Linked DNA regions of Mus musculus: region 2 is linked to region 1. The links are chromatin contacts, called in public Hi-C maps. All regions are on one chromosome and are shown on one strand. The core of a region is the stretch at or near the end of the contact, and the rest is flanking DNA. Distances in the headings are between cores, read along the strand shown. Region 1 has its middle 20 kb from the start of Dynll2. Region 2 overlaps Msi2 (musashi RNA-binding protein 2).

Region 1 (7,277 bases), core at 1,196-3,695:
AGTCCACATTCCTCCAAACAAACGCACTATCAAGCCTATCACAGCAATACCTCACTTCTAGAACCAATTTCTGCCTTTAAAAAAAAAAAAGATTTATTTATTTATTTATTTTACGTATGTGAGTACACTGTAGCTGTCTTCAGACAACACCAGAAGAGGACATCAGATCCCATTACAGATGGTTGTGAGCCACCATGTGGTTGCTGGGGATTGAACTCAGGACCTCTGGAAGAGCAGTCAGTGCTCTCAACCGCTGAGCCACCTCTCCAGCTCCTGAATTTCTGTCTTTTATTAGGTTTTATTGCTGTGATATTGCATAACCAGGGTAACTCTTATAAAATGAACCATGCCGTACACCTTTAATCCCAGCACTTGGGAGGCAGAGGCAGGCAGATTTCTGAGTTCAAGGCCAGCCTGGTCTACAGAGTGAGTTCCAGGATAGCCAGGGCTACACAGAGAAACCCTGTCTCAAAAAAAAAAAAAAAAAAAAAAAAAAAAAAAACACAAAATAAATAAATAAATAAATAAATAAATAAATAAATAAATAAAATGAACCTTTATATTGAAGTTGGTTTACAGTTTCAGAGGTCCAGTCCATTGTCACCATGGTGGGAAGCATGGCAGCGTGCAGGCAGGCATGGTGCTAGAGAGGTACCTGAGAGTTCTACATCTTAATCCATAGGCAGCAGAAGTGAATGCCACACTAAGCCTAGCATGAGTATCTAAGACTTCAAAGCCTGCCCCAACAGTGACACACTTCCTCCAACAAGGCCACACCTTCTAATAGTGCTAGCCCCTATGGGCAAGCATTCAAACACGTATTCAAACCACCACAGCTGAAGGGAGTCTCTGTGGCCTGCTCTAGGACAAAAATATCACATAGACAAAAGACCTGTCTTCTCTCCCAAAGCTTTAGTGACAATGCCACAGTCTCTAGACCTTAACTGGAGACCACAGCATGGATAGACAGTGACAGAGACAAAGCACCTCACAGCTTATCTGAAGGAGGAGCAGGACTCTGCCTTGTGGAGAGCTGGCTGGTGGCTTCCCACTGTCTCTGTCTCCGCTCTCCCTGGGAAGCCGTCTTATAGTTAGTTACTGATGGAGCCCATCTCCCTGAACCAGCTAGACACAAGGCAAAAGGAGGTGCCTTTGAGGATAGGGACCGAAGGGACAGTCTAAAGACACTCATCTCCCAAAGTGCCTGAACTTTCTGCTGTCCAAGGTCATCCTTCGATCTAAGATTTCAGGCCCCCAGATTCCTGAAACTCTCATTTACTTTGTCTTTCTGTTTGTTTTTCTTTGGAGTCTTTTGAGACAGGATCTCCCTGTCTTGGTACGTACGTAGCACTGCTGGCCTGGAACTCACTATGTAGACCAGGCTGCCCTTGACCTCTGCAGGAAAGCTGCAATCCTGGGCTGTGGATCACTTACACTGTCTCTCTGGGCTCCTCACTGGACCCCAGCTGGGCCTGCTTGCTCTAGATGTTTTGAGTCAAACAAAACTACAAAATAGTGATCAGGCAACGCATGGACACTCGAGAGAGGGTGGGAGGGGCCACGATAGATCAGGATTGGAGACAGAGGCAGCTCATTAGCCACACTCAGAAGAGAAAAACAGTGTGGCTTTAATCTCTTGATTAAATTAGGGAGGAAATGGGTCTGGGTGGTGAGAAATCACATGGGGAAGTGGGTTAAGTGAGATGATACAGAGCTGTGTGCCAGGAAATGAGAGAAAGGAAACAGACAGACAGAGACTGAGACAGAGGCAGAGAGAGAGAGAAACTGGGAGGGAGACAGAGAGAGGCCCTGCAGAAGCCCATGGGAAAGAGAGCAGTTTAGTCAAACATGACAAATTCTATATGAGGAGTTGGAGGGGACACCAGGGAGCCATTGAGGCTTCTGGAACTATCCAGGCACAGAGAGGGAGGATTGCCTGACTTATCACCTGAGGCACAGGCTAGCTGGAGACACAGATGATCAGCACCTGGTTCTCTACACAAAATGCCTCCCTTAGAGTGTCCCTGAGCCCCAAAGGCCCTAAGGGGAAGGAACCCCCAGGGACAGGGTCTTGTGTTTGCTTGGAGAGGCTGTGGGAGTGTTAGGAAGAATTCAAAGCTGTGGTAAGCATCCTGCAACGGGGACCACGGTAGGGAATGGTCTATTCCTGGTGCTGAATACATCTACCTGTAGTCAGAACTACACACACTGCACACCAAGTATGTGATACAACGGCTAGAGACGGGGCAGAGGCAGGAAGACCCTAGTTCAAAACCTGGCTCTGCCTCCCATTGTGAGCTCTTAATGTCTGTAAAGTATCAATGACAAGATCTATACCCTGGTTTGCTGCAAGGATTAAAATAATGATAATGTCTATAAAAGATAACTTGGCTGTACATCCCCGCCCCTTCCGGCATCTGTGCAGTCCCGCATGACTATGAGACTCCTCCCATCACAGAGGCTCCTCCCACCACCGTTGGTCTGTTTCTCATCCTGCCCTTGAGGTGGTGGCTTGCACTAGCAAAGAGTAAAATGTTTCTAGAACAGCCTTGAAGAACGATGACAGCTGGCTTCTTAGGAGTGCGTGCTCCTAGAAGCAAGCCCAGGCTGGTCCGCCAGCTGATGAGAGACACGTGGCCCAGTTACCTAGGCCGCTCCAATCAACAGCCAGCAAACTCAGCAGTCTGCAGACTGGTGCCTCCCCAGCAGACCTCCCTCGCCTCAGGCCAACCTCAGAAACAGAGGGAACAGCTGCTGGTGTAAGGTATACGGTAAGATCCCGTTGATAGGTTCAGACTTCCACACAAGATGAAGAGTCGCCAACAGCCTTATCTTCTTGTCGAGCAATCAAAATAACAAGGCAAGAATCTGGGCACTGCGGGGAAGGCTAACGGATGACCACAACTGAGAGACAGGAAAATAAACAATGAGAGTCCCACCGTCCTGCCTAGGTGCGGATGAGGGGCAGCTAAGGAAGCCAAGGATTACTGAGCTCTGGAGAGTTAAACAGAGGCCAGAGGACCAACCAAGGTGGCCAACTGCTGGAGAGCTGAGTGCCACGTAGAGAGCAAGCCCCAGAGGTGTGCAGGGCCTCCGCTCTGGTATTCAACAGGACATTGATCAGTACATGTGTGTAACAAAACTATCTGACGCCCGAGAAAGGCGAGAGAGCCATAGCCACGTATTTCCTGCCTAGAGCCAGAAATAAGAGTGAGGGTGAGTATCCTTCCAAGCCTGCCTAATGAAAGCAAGGCCTGGAAGGACCAGACTGTTACCAGATAAGTGAGTAAGGGGGGACCTGAGTTCACTCCTCAGGATCCACGTTAATAAAAAATGGGACATGGTGACTTGGGTTTGTAACCCCAGCACCAGGCAAACCTCGTCAGGAGAGCTCCAGGCCAGTGAAAGATCTTGTCTCAAAAATCACAGTGGACGGACCGTAGAGATGGCTCAGTGGTTAAGAGCACTGACTGCTCTTCCAGAGGTCCTAAGTTCAATTCCCAGAAACCACATGGTGGCTCACAACCATCTGTGATGGGATCCAATGACCTCTTCTGGTGTATCTGAAGACAACTACAGTGTACTCCTATAAATAAAATAAGTACATCTTTTTAAAAAATCACAGTGGACGTTTCTTGAAGATAACCCCAGAGGTTAACCTCTGACCTCCACATGCACACACATAAAGTAAAAATACAGATGCAGTGCTCAGCAAATAACACATTCAATAAGTTACATTTCCACCCTTGCAAAAGCCTAGACAAAATGGCTTTTCCTAGCTGCACATCCGCTTAAGACTGTGGTTTAAAAGCCAAAACAGAGCGTTCAGGAGAGCATAATTTTCCAGGCTCTGGGAGTGGTTTTTAACACAAGAGTTCTGGTTCCAGCATGGCCTTGCCACCTGCGGCTCAGGTCAACCAAACCTCTCCGGCTCTGTGCTGCAGTATTCCTTCAGACCAGAAGATGGCGCTGCTTCTCCACGGGTATTCAAGTACATTCACGTTTTGAAGCTTGAGGGTTTGAGGGTTTGCATACCCAGGACAATGGTGCTTGCTAGGTAAAGCGAAACACAACGGAGGATGTGACCTCGTTTTCGAGAACCTTACATTGGAGTCATTACGAAATATGAAACTAGAACTTCTCCGGGTAGAAACGTCAGAAAGTGCTAGCTGCTGTAAAAACTTTCCTTCCAAAAGCCTAAGCTACTTTCCACAAGGCACACAGAGACCAAAACATTTTTTTTTTCAGGAGCTGGAGGGATGGCTCAGTGGTCAAGGCTGGCGGAGGATGAGAGTTCAGTTCTCAGCATTCACATAAGGCAATTCACGACCACCTGTAACTCCAGTTCCAATTCGGAAGTTTAGTCCATTATCATCATGACAGGCAGCATGCGGACAGACACGGTGCTGGAGGAGGAGGAGGAGGAGGAGGAGGAGGAGGAGGAGGAGGAGGAGGAGGAGGAGGAGGAGGAGGAGGAGGAGGAGGAGGACGAGGAGGAGGAGGAGGAGGAGGAGGACGAGGAGGAGGAGGAGGAGGAGGAGGTGAGAGGTCTACATCTGGATCCGTAGGCAACGGGAAGAGATGGTGAGCCACTAAGACTGGATGGAGCTTCTGACATCTCAAAGCCCCCCCGCCCCCCCCCGCCTCCCCCGCCCCCCCCCCGCCCCCAAGTAACACACCTCCTCCAGGGAGGCCACGCCTACTCCACCAAGGCCACACCTCTCAATAGTACGAGTCCCTAGGAGCCTCTGGGGCCATTTTCATTCAAACTCCCACACAACTGCAGATGGAAACCTAAACGTTAACCCAAATGTCTAGGGTTCTGTCCAAACGTTACAATTCCTACTTAGAAACCGGGTCTTAAAAGAAGTAGCAGGAAACCGAATCTGGCCCAGGGCAGGTGCTCTCGGGACATTTGCTAAAATGAGTGAAAGTTTCTCCTGCGTGTCACTCCACAACGCAATGGTTTCCATCTCCACTTTACAGGTGAGAAACCCAAGATTGTCCATAGGGGCCTGACTCAAACTTTGAACCTTTCTTTGTTTAAATGTAGGTGTGCTCTGTCTACCTGCCAGAAGAGGGCATCAGATCCCGTTTCAGAAGGTCATGAGCCACCAAGAGGTTGCTGGGAATGAACTCAGGACCTCTAGAAGAACAGCCAGAACGGTTGAGCTCCTGATCCAAACTTTAAACAGCCCAGAGGCAACACCCAGCCAGGCACGACCAGGTGTGATGGGCGTGCCCCTAATCTCAGCTTTTAGGAGATAACAGCCTTGCCCTCAGGTACACAGGTACTAGGAAGTGTTGGCACGTCCAGTGTTCATAACCAGTTGCATAAATAGTAACTAGTATGCATCTATATAACCATGAGGGCACTTTAAGGGAGATAAATGTGGCTTAAGGAATGAGGGTTTTTCACTGAATGTGTGCTGCTTTTACACATATGGTAGAAACGGTGAAAGACCTTTGTTGCAGAACTTATTGCCGGGCAGTGGTGGCGCATGCCTTTAATCCCAGCACTTGGGAGGCAGAGGCAGGTGGATTTCTGAGTTTGAGGCCAGCCTGGTCTACAGAGTAGTCCCAGGACAGCCAGGGCTATACAGAGAAACCCTGTCTCAAAAAAACAAAAAACAAAAAACAAAAAAAAAAAAAAAAGAAAAGAAAAGAAAGAGAGAAAGAAATTATTTAATCCCAACCCGGAGTTTCTACCCTGCATTTAACCCATTAGTTCCCAGATAAAAGAAACAGACACACACTGCCTTTATATTTACAATAAGCCTTAAACAGCACAAGAGATGGACAGTTGCCTACCTTCTATGCTATTAGAATCTACTTTCCTATCTATAACCTGAATTATTACTGCTTACCATGTTTCATCTGGGCTGCTCTTAACTCCACTTGGCCAGCCCTCAGGGCCAGGGTTTATGACTCAGCTAATCCTTGGCTCTTCTTTCTCCTGCACTACCTTCTTCTTCCTCCTCCTCTTCCTCCTCCTCCTCCTCCTCCTCCTCCTCCTCCTCCTCCTCCTCCTCCTTCTTGTCTTCTCCCCCAGCCCCAAGCCTTGGGAAGGGAACCCCATCTATGTCTCTTCTACCCAGCTATTGGCTGTTGGCATCTTTTTTCCAACCAGAAATCACTTGGGGCAGGGTCGCATACATCACTGGGGTCTGTGTGCAGACTCCAGATTTTGGGGGTTCACACTCAGCATTACAATAGACAACAAGACCAAACTTCAGCAGACCTTAAACCATCATATGGTAGAAGCTATCTTGATCGACGTAACTGAGGTCAGAAGTGTCATGCATTGTGGAAGCTACCACTCACTTTCTGGGTTTGGGTCCCAGGCTGTGTGAGTGCAAAGTGGACTTGAGCACAGTGGGCGTGCACGCAGCATGAATCCTCTCTCTGTTCCTGACTGTGGATGGGACTGTCTGCTTTGAGGTCCTGCCTTGGCTTCCCTGCAATGATGAGCTGTAATCTAGAACTAGAAACCAAATGAACCCTTTCTCCCCAGAGTTGCTTTTTGTTGGGGTTTTTTGTCACAGAGTGAAACGTAGCTAGAGACTGGTTCCCAGGGAGTGGAGTCATTGCTATGACAAGCTGTTGTTTGGCTTTTAAGGCTTTGGAACTTATTTTGTGAAGGAGAAGGGTCGGTTATGGACATCCAACCCTGAGTCCAGCTGGGAAAAGAACTTGGTCAGGGACAGAGACAGAACCCATTTGCACAACACTCTGACCAAGAACCTGGATTTATTCTAAGACCCGAGTCTCTGAATTAAGCAAAATTTAGAGATGGGACACCTTTGTTTGGCAGAGGGAATTCCAATATGAGAGAGTGTTCTGGCTGGTGCAGTAATCAGCATGGCTGAAGGGAACCTCAAGTGGTACTGGGAAGGATGTCTGAGGGCAAGGCCCCAACCCATCCGAGGCTCCATCTTTCAGGGGTCTGAATTCGTCTCAAGGAAGAAAGCCTAAATTGAAGGGGCTCTTGGCTCCTCAATAGTAACTCCCTGAGAACTCCAGGACCAACGCCAGGAAATGGCTACAGCTATGGTCTGAGTGGGTCAGACTCTATCTCAAGCTGGCCACACAAGTTGATGGTATCATAAGCATTATCCGCCTGGCACTGGTTTTGATGGCAAAGATGTGACTGACATTAAATGGATCACAGAGAGCAGCTGAGGCCAGACACTGTGTGACATGATTTTTGTTCCTGCATAGAGGCCCTGAAAGGATATTGTATGAAGCAGCGAGGGTAAAGCCATGGTAGCAATAGA
Region 2 (7,510 bases), core at 4,816-7,315, 460 kb after region 1:
AAGTGCCAATATAAACTCTGGGACGCAGTGGTAAATTCACCAAATTAAATCGCTAGACAACCGGCTCAGATCAGGACCCCGGGAGAAGGTGCCAGGGCTGCAGCGTGCGCCCAGCAGGGAGGAGGAGGCTGAGGTCGCGCACGCAGCTGTGGCAAGGACAAGAAGATGTACTGCCTCGGCCTGGAGCCTGCTCGGGATCTGAGGTGCCTGGGGAGGTCTGTGCAGGCTCCACATGGCAGGAGTGGGGCCGTCCAGGCTTCTCAGCCTCAGGGTTTCCTGAGCATAGAGGAAGTGGGGCTGCTGGAATCCTTTCTTTACAGATGTCTGAGTGGGCATCCTATCTATCATCCCTCCAGAGTCATCCTCCAAGCCTTATCAAGCCAGTGAAAAACTTGAGTAAGGGGATTTCAGTCTATTTAGTGACCCCTCAACAAGGCGAGGTGGGGAAGGACTTAGACTTTGGAGCCTGGCAGATATAAGTAAGATCCATCTTTGATCCAAACAAGCTTTTTCACCACGTTGATTGTCAGACACTTCCTCTGAGAAACAGAAATAACAAAACCCACCCATTACCCAGGATGGATGTTTACAACGCTCTACCTATGAGCTATGAGCTACCTATGAGGCTATAGCACCCTCCCACCAGCAATCAATCAAACCAAGTCTTGATACAGCCTCCACCCTGCACCAACCTCCATCTTTAATGAGCCGCCCCTTGCCTTTGCCCCTTCCTCATTAAAATTCAGCAGTGTACCTGAGAGGGGCGGCTACCTGGCTTTACTGGCTATCACAGTGGAAACAAGATTCAGGACTCAAAGAGGTAAGTGAGCACCCTTGACTTCTAGGACACATTAGGAGTTTAAAGGTTCCTGATATGCTGGGCAGTAGTGGTGCATGCCTTTAATGTCAGCACTCCAGAGGCAGAGGTAGGCAGGTCTCCGAGTTCGAGGCCAGTCTGGTCTACAAAGCAAATTCCCTAAAACCCAAGACTATACAAAGATACCCTGTCTCTGCCCACCCCCCTCCCCCTTTAGAGGAACAAAAAGCTATCCAGTAGTCTCTGAGTATCAAACCCAGCAGTGGCCAAACTGGGTGAAGTCACTCTAGCCTGTCTGTTACCTTCTGTCTCCTCAGCATGCCAACTCCTCTTCTGACATGTCCCTGGGAACTGACCACAGATAAGGCTCCAAACTTCAGAAAAGCCCACTACTTGGAAGCAACTTTGCAAGCGCTGCCACAAACTCTCTGTACTTTATAACAAGCGGGGGTGGGGGTGGGGCTTTAGAACAGCGTCAACTGACAGCTTTGGCAAGGTGCCCGCCACACCTCTCCCCATTCGTCACTTCCGCCAGTATCCCCTGACTCCATGCTATAGTCTGTGGCCAGGTGGCCTAGCTACCTTGCCAATTTACCACAGGGTGGGTCTGGACTGTTTTAGTTTTCTGGCTGTTAAGAAGCTGTTCCTGACATCTGGAAGCAAGATCTCTCTGAGAAGTTGAGTCCAGCCGCCCAGCTGGAGTAACAGCTCTGCTGCCAGCAGTAAACACGCCCCCAAGGTCCCCCCACGAGGCCTGGGGTAAGGCTGCAGGAGAAGGGGGACAGTGTAGCTGCTTGCTGATACTCAGGCAGCTCCCCAGGCTCAGACTGCTGCAAAATGCAGAGTCTCAGGCCTCATACTGGGGTCTACAGAATTTCAGTCTTCAAGCTCCCCAGGTGATTTTATGCAAATTAAAATCGAAGAGGCACTGGTCTGGAAGAGTGACTCTCTCAGCAGTGATTCCCACATCAGAATCACTTAGGAAATAAATTTGAAAATGAGGCTGAGGTCCAGGGTCCACCATCCTCCAAATTGAGGAAGGTCTGGGGTAGCGCTCTGGTGTCTGTGTGCGTGACTGAGCTGGGCCATGAGGGCGAAGAAACCAAATGTATTATTTCTATTCTTCTGAAAACAACTTAAACTTCAGTGATGTATGTTTATTTATTGGACAGAGGTCTCACTAGGTTGCTTAGGAGCTACTGGGCTCAAGCAATCCCCCTGCCTCAACCTCTCATGAAACTGAGACTGAAGACTGGACACACCGCCAAGGCTCAGGCTTACAGATATTTAGAATATGATGAACGGTCCTGGTTAGAGACACACTTACGGTAACAGTTTATGAATTGGTGAAGGGAGGCAGGGGACAGAGGTAAAGGTTCCTGGCGCCAGCCATGCCTGATAACCTGAGTTCATCCCCTGGGACCCACACAGTAGAAGAAGGGAACCGATGCCCAAGGAGTTGTTCTCTAGTCTATGCATGGTACATGCATAGCAGCACACATACACAAAGAAATAAACAAATGTAATACTATAAATACGCCACTGAAGAGGGAGGAAGCTATGATGAGACCAAGGTCCCCAAAGGCACCACATCTAGTCACTGCAAGGTACCAGCAAGCACAGCAGGTACACCAGGCCATCCGTGTGGGACAGGTCATGGAGTCATATGATGAGACTGCCTTCAAGGCACTGCCTACACCAACTCCCCAGCCCCCAAGGCATCAGAAATAACAGGAAGAGGACAGTTGACCCTTCTGTCATTGACCTTAGTACCTGCCTCTCCAGGTGCATCACACCCCACACTGTGCTCTGATGAGCCTGGGCAAGACAGCAGCCAAATGAGCTCAAGAGACCAGTACTGCACCAGAACCTGGGCCTGCAGAGGAAGCGCTCTCAAAAGCAATGTTGGGGAAATATTGCCACTGTTGCATGATTTTGTTGTTAAGAATGATGGAACTGGGTCATCTACTGATGCTCTTGTGTCTGCATACTCAGAAGGCTCCGGAACAGAACCGTAAAGACTCATTTACAAAGGAGAGAGAGGGGAGAGAGAGAAAAAGAGCAAGAGCACACGCTCGAGAGAGAGCTTTCAGTGGATTTTGAACCCATTTGTTAAAAATATAAAAATGCAACACTTGATTAGTTTGCATGAAGACCTGATTGACGTCGGGGAAGATGGAAATTTACGAGCTGAGTCTCAACAAAATCCTTTGCATAATTGGAGGATGGGATTGGAAAATTAGTACCATGATTTAGTTAGCACAGCGAACGTGCTCTTCCCACTGGGATCTGTGAGCCTTGTGAGATGTGGTTTTGTCAGCTATACTGGCTGAGAACCCAGTATCATGAGAAACGAGGCAAACCATACTTGTAGCTGGATCACAAAGGGTTAAAGCCTGCCCCCTCCCACAAAACAACCCAGCATATTCCATCTTTGTCTCACTAAAAAAAATATGACTTTAATTATTAATAAATGAAATTCAAACTATGGCTCTTTGCAAATGTATCCTATTAAATTCCTATTTTGGTAGGACTAATAATATATGAGCTGTATTAACATAGTAGTACCTGTATATTATATTTATGGAAAATTAAGTAAGATAGATGGGAGATACATGCTCTTTTAAAAAAATGATTCATTTACTTTTATTTCATGCATATGAGTGTTTGCCTGCAAGTACACATGTGCACCATGTGTGTGCCTGGTGCCCAAGGAAACCAGAAGAGGGTATCAGATCCCACGGAACTGGAGTTACAGAGAGGGGCAAGCTGCCATAACCAAGAAGAAGCCTTTAGATAAAAGACTCAAAGGAGGCAAGAATCAGTCTATCCCAGAATCCCTGGCCCCTCTGAGCTGAGCCACACCAAGTATTCAGAAGTACTGGAGGGAGGAGGGATGCCCTTGTAACTGAGTGTTCCCCCACCTCCCGACCACACTAACAGCAACACTACCTGCACTCTGATCTGCAATAAATTTTTCATAGCATTGTATCTTCATTAAAATTTTATTCTATTAGCATTCTGAATCCAAACCACTAAGTACATAATTGCTAAAACATGTGTTAAGCGCTGACTTACGAAATGCCGGCTTTATCATATTGTTAATTAACAGAAAGTAGGATTAATACATTCACAGATCATTAGAAGCCTTCAGTTCGGTTTCACCAGCTCTTCAGTGGGGTGGGGGTGGCTGTCAGTGGGCAACCCCGAGTCTTTAGAGCAAGGGCAGAATTGTTCTCTGGTCCTGACCCTCTCGGCCCTTCTGTGGGTCCTGAGGATGCTGGGAAGAAAGCTGACACAGTGGCTCAGGCTTGTTTTCACTCAAGGAAATGTTTCTGAGACCTGGTTCCAAAGGCCCGTGAAGAAGGAAGGGGGTGGTCGGAAGAGAAAGTGCATTTCTTTAAGGAAGGGTGATGAGATGCTGTGGACTGGAAGAGCTGAGTCTCAGATCTGAGAATGTGCTAGAAATCTGGTAGTGCTGTGCACTGGCTGTGTGATTTGGGGCAAGCCATTAACCTCCCTAACCCTGCTTCCCCACCTGTGAAATAGGAATCAAGATGCCAACCTCACAGGGCTGGCGCACGGATTAAATGATAACGCGAGCTCCTGTTATCACACTGGAGAGAGGCCGCCGTTCCTTTATGAGGATTCGGTACCTGACACTGCTTAGAAGAAGTGGCTGCTAGCTGAGCCTGGAAAAATACCTCAGCTAGGAGATGTAGCTCAGCTGGTAGAGTGCTTGCTCAACATTACAAAGCCTATGGTTTGATTCCCCAGCGCCACATACAATTGGGTGTACACTGGGTACGGTGGCACAAGCCTTTAATCCCAGCATTCCAGAGGCAGAGGTGGGTGGATCTCTTGTAAGCTCAGGACCAGCCTGGTCTACACAGCACTCCATTCCACTCCAGCCTGAGCTATACACAGCGAGATACAAACACCAAAATAACTCCTATAGCTACCAATCGGTGCTGTCTCTGTTGGTATGGGCTGTACCCCTGGGGTGACAAACCTGTCACTAGACCCAAAGCCACTGCCTGCCCTGTCCTGGGAATCACAGGTGTCTAGGCATGAAAGGGACTAAATGTTATCTCAGTTCTAGCCATCCAAATTGCTTTAACCTGACCCAGTGATAGCACTTCAGACTCTTCCCTTTTCATAACGAAGCAGGCATCCTGACTGGGCAACAAACAAGGGAGCCATGGAAGCCAAGGCTAGAAGAGCCCTGGCAGGCTGAGGTGGGAAAAGGGCCAGGCATGGGATCCAGGCCCCATCTAGGGTTTGTGGAAGCTGGGGGCCAAGACAAACACTGAAATTGGGACTTGGGTCAGGGGTCTGGGTGAAGCCCTGAGTCAGAAACAGAAAAGCAGTCTGCCAGGAAAACACTAATAGATTAATGCTTTCTTCCCTGAGGACAGTAGAGTCAGGGACTTTGACAACTACCACGGGGACAGCAAAATGTAAAGGCAATAGCAAATACAGAGCTGTAAATACAGACTGGCTTCTGCCAGGCCCAAGGGAAAAGACAGAGAAGACAGTTGGCTGTGGGCCTTCTGTATGTGGGGTTTTTTGGTTATGTCTTATTTTTATTTCGGGTGTGTTTTGCCTGCATGTATGTCTGGATACCGGGTGTGTGAAGCACCCCGGAGGACAGTAGAGGGCGGTGTAACTCCTGGCACCAGAGGTACAGAGAAGGTCGTGAGCTGGGAATCAAACCTGGGTCCTCTGGAAGAGCAACCAGTGCTCTGACCATTGTGCTATCTCTCTACCTCTGTATGTTTGTTTTTATTTGGGGGCCTGTGATTGCCAAAAGCACCTCCCCCTACCCTTGGCCCCACGCTGGGGACTGAACACGCTAGGCACGTGCTCTACAGCTATGCTCCCAGCCGAAGAGCTAGCTAGCTCTTCCATTTGTAGGAAACTAAGGGGCAGAAGCCTGGGTTTTGTGTTCAGAGGTGGCTTTATAGTATGGATTTGAAATGGCTGCCAAAGGCTTTGATTTGAACGCTTGCTCCACAGCTTGTGTTCCTATTGTGATAGCCATGGGGTCTGTAGTGAGTAAAGGCCTGGCGGCTTCCTAGGGCTGGACCTCTAAAGGTTACCTGCCCCTAGCTCCAGCTACCTCTGTCATCTTAATTCTGCCCACTGTTATGGGAGCAAGTCTCTCCCACCACCCTATACTAAGTTAGACTCAGCACATCCTCCCTGGGACCACGAATCCCTTTGATTCTGAGTCAAAACAACCTTGCCCAGCTTACATCATTTTCGCTTACATCATTTCCTTCATGTGTTTGGTTACCGTGAGGGGAGAAGCTGCTATAGGAGCGTTAAAGATCTCAGACTCACAGACCAGCAACCTCTGTTTTCTTGTCCACAGGTGGAAGGTTCCTCTGAGCGCCCGTACAGTTACAGAAGGGTTACATGTGCTGGCACACTCGGGCTTGACTCAGTTCCCAGCCCTCTTCCTCCGCTGCCCCTGCCCCTTTCATCCCTCGCTGGAGATCTGTTGCCCTGACACACTCGCTGCCTTAAAGAAATTATTTCATCATTTGGCCCAGTGGGAGAAGAGTTCCAGAAAATGGCTACCTTCCCCAGGGAGTGACTTATAGTTCTCAAGATTGAGACACCTTCCTCTCCAACCAAACTGAGAAGATTAGAGAGGGGGAGATGGGTCTCAGGATGTCTTGATGGCTGGCATGGCACTGCCCTTGACTAGTAGGGAGAAGCTGCCAACGCCACCAGCAGGCTGCAGGGTATACCTAAGGGCCAGGTGTGACAGCAAGGCCTGACCTTCTACCAGGAGCCACCACCACCTCCCATCTTCCACAGGAATCGGTCGGTTCCACAGTCCTGAGAGCTGTCAGTCAGGGGACAACAGAGCTTTCCCTGACTTGAAAAATCACAGCATGCAGCTAAGCCACGGTGTGGCCATTCGGCCTGCCTGGCCTTAGAGGCCAGTAACTTCAATTTATTTGTGTCTGGGGCCTTAAGGAACCTCAGCTGTCATCCTTCCCTTAGTTTATTACCAAATTTCTAAAATATTACATTCTTTATTATATCCAAATTCACTTTATTGCACTTGACAATACAGATAATCACATACCATATGGTCTAATGTTTTCAAACCAATGCATGTTGACAGCAGTTTTTATTCATGATGCATAATTCCATCCCGAGCACACAATGAGGCATCTGAGTACCCAGCCTGGTGGTAAGACTTATGCCTAATAACAGATTAACAACATGCGCGGTTCCCAGACACCGGCCCCTCCCCTGCCATTCTCTACTTACAAAGGGAATGATGATATACCTGAGCTGAAGAGGCGGGCTTATGGGAGGAGGGGGAGAGAGAAAAGGGAGGGAAGGGAAAGAGGCAGCCATACCCACCCACCATTCCCAGAGGGTTTCTAATGAGTTGTTATTGTTCCATGCTTATGAAACTTGATATTAAAAAGAGGACTTGGTCTGGTGCCAACTAAACACAGCAGCCCACGCTGCTGGCCCCTGAAAACTCACAGCACGATATGCCCAAAGCTCTCATTAGGGGTCTATCTTGTTTTGACTCTTGTCTTGCTACAAGCAAATCTTCGTTACTCCTCTACCTTGGTGAGGCCCTCTCTCTCACCTCCCCTGGGCATCCCTTCTGTTCTCCAATCAGCCCCGAGCTTTCTGGTAAAATGAACACAGTTGAGG

Evidence for each region. A called contact is a pair of places that touch in the nucleus more often than the background predicts.
Region 2: a contact with region 1 is called in a Hi-C map of Th1 cells, with 2.7 times the contacts expected there. The contact joins two enhancer-like sites. A contact is called at or near these places in 2 of 484 Hi-C or Micro-C datasets (Th1 cells and pre-B cells) and 1 of 115 datasets of contacts at active chromatin or transcription factors (memory CD8 T cells).

What each region holds. Positions count from the first base shown.
Region 1 is chr11:87,963,851-87,971,127 of GRCm38.p6, forward strand. No RefSeq gene overlaps it. Among named protein-coding and RNA genes, the nearest start is that of Dynll2, 20 kb to the right of the region's middle. RefSeq lists an enhancer at 1,711-2,755. Within about 2 kb of position 2,446, at least 82 of the 459 cell types and tissues checked have an H3K27ac peak or open chromatin away from gene starts, as enhancers often do. A contact at or near this core is called in Th1 cells and memory CD8 T cells, where this site is marked.
Region 2 is chr11:88,424,411-88,431,920 of GRCm38.p6, forward strand. The region is part of intron 7 of Msi2 (musashi RNA-binding protein 2); the gene reads right to left. Among named protein-coding and RNA genes, the nearest start is that of Mir378b, 75 kb to the left of the region's middle. Within about 2 kb of position 6,066, at least 40 of the 459 cell types and tissues checked have an H3K27ac peak or open chromatin away from gene starts, as enhancers often do. A contact at or near this core is called in Th1 cells and memory CD8 T cells, where this site is marked.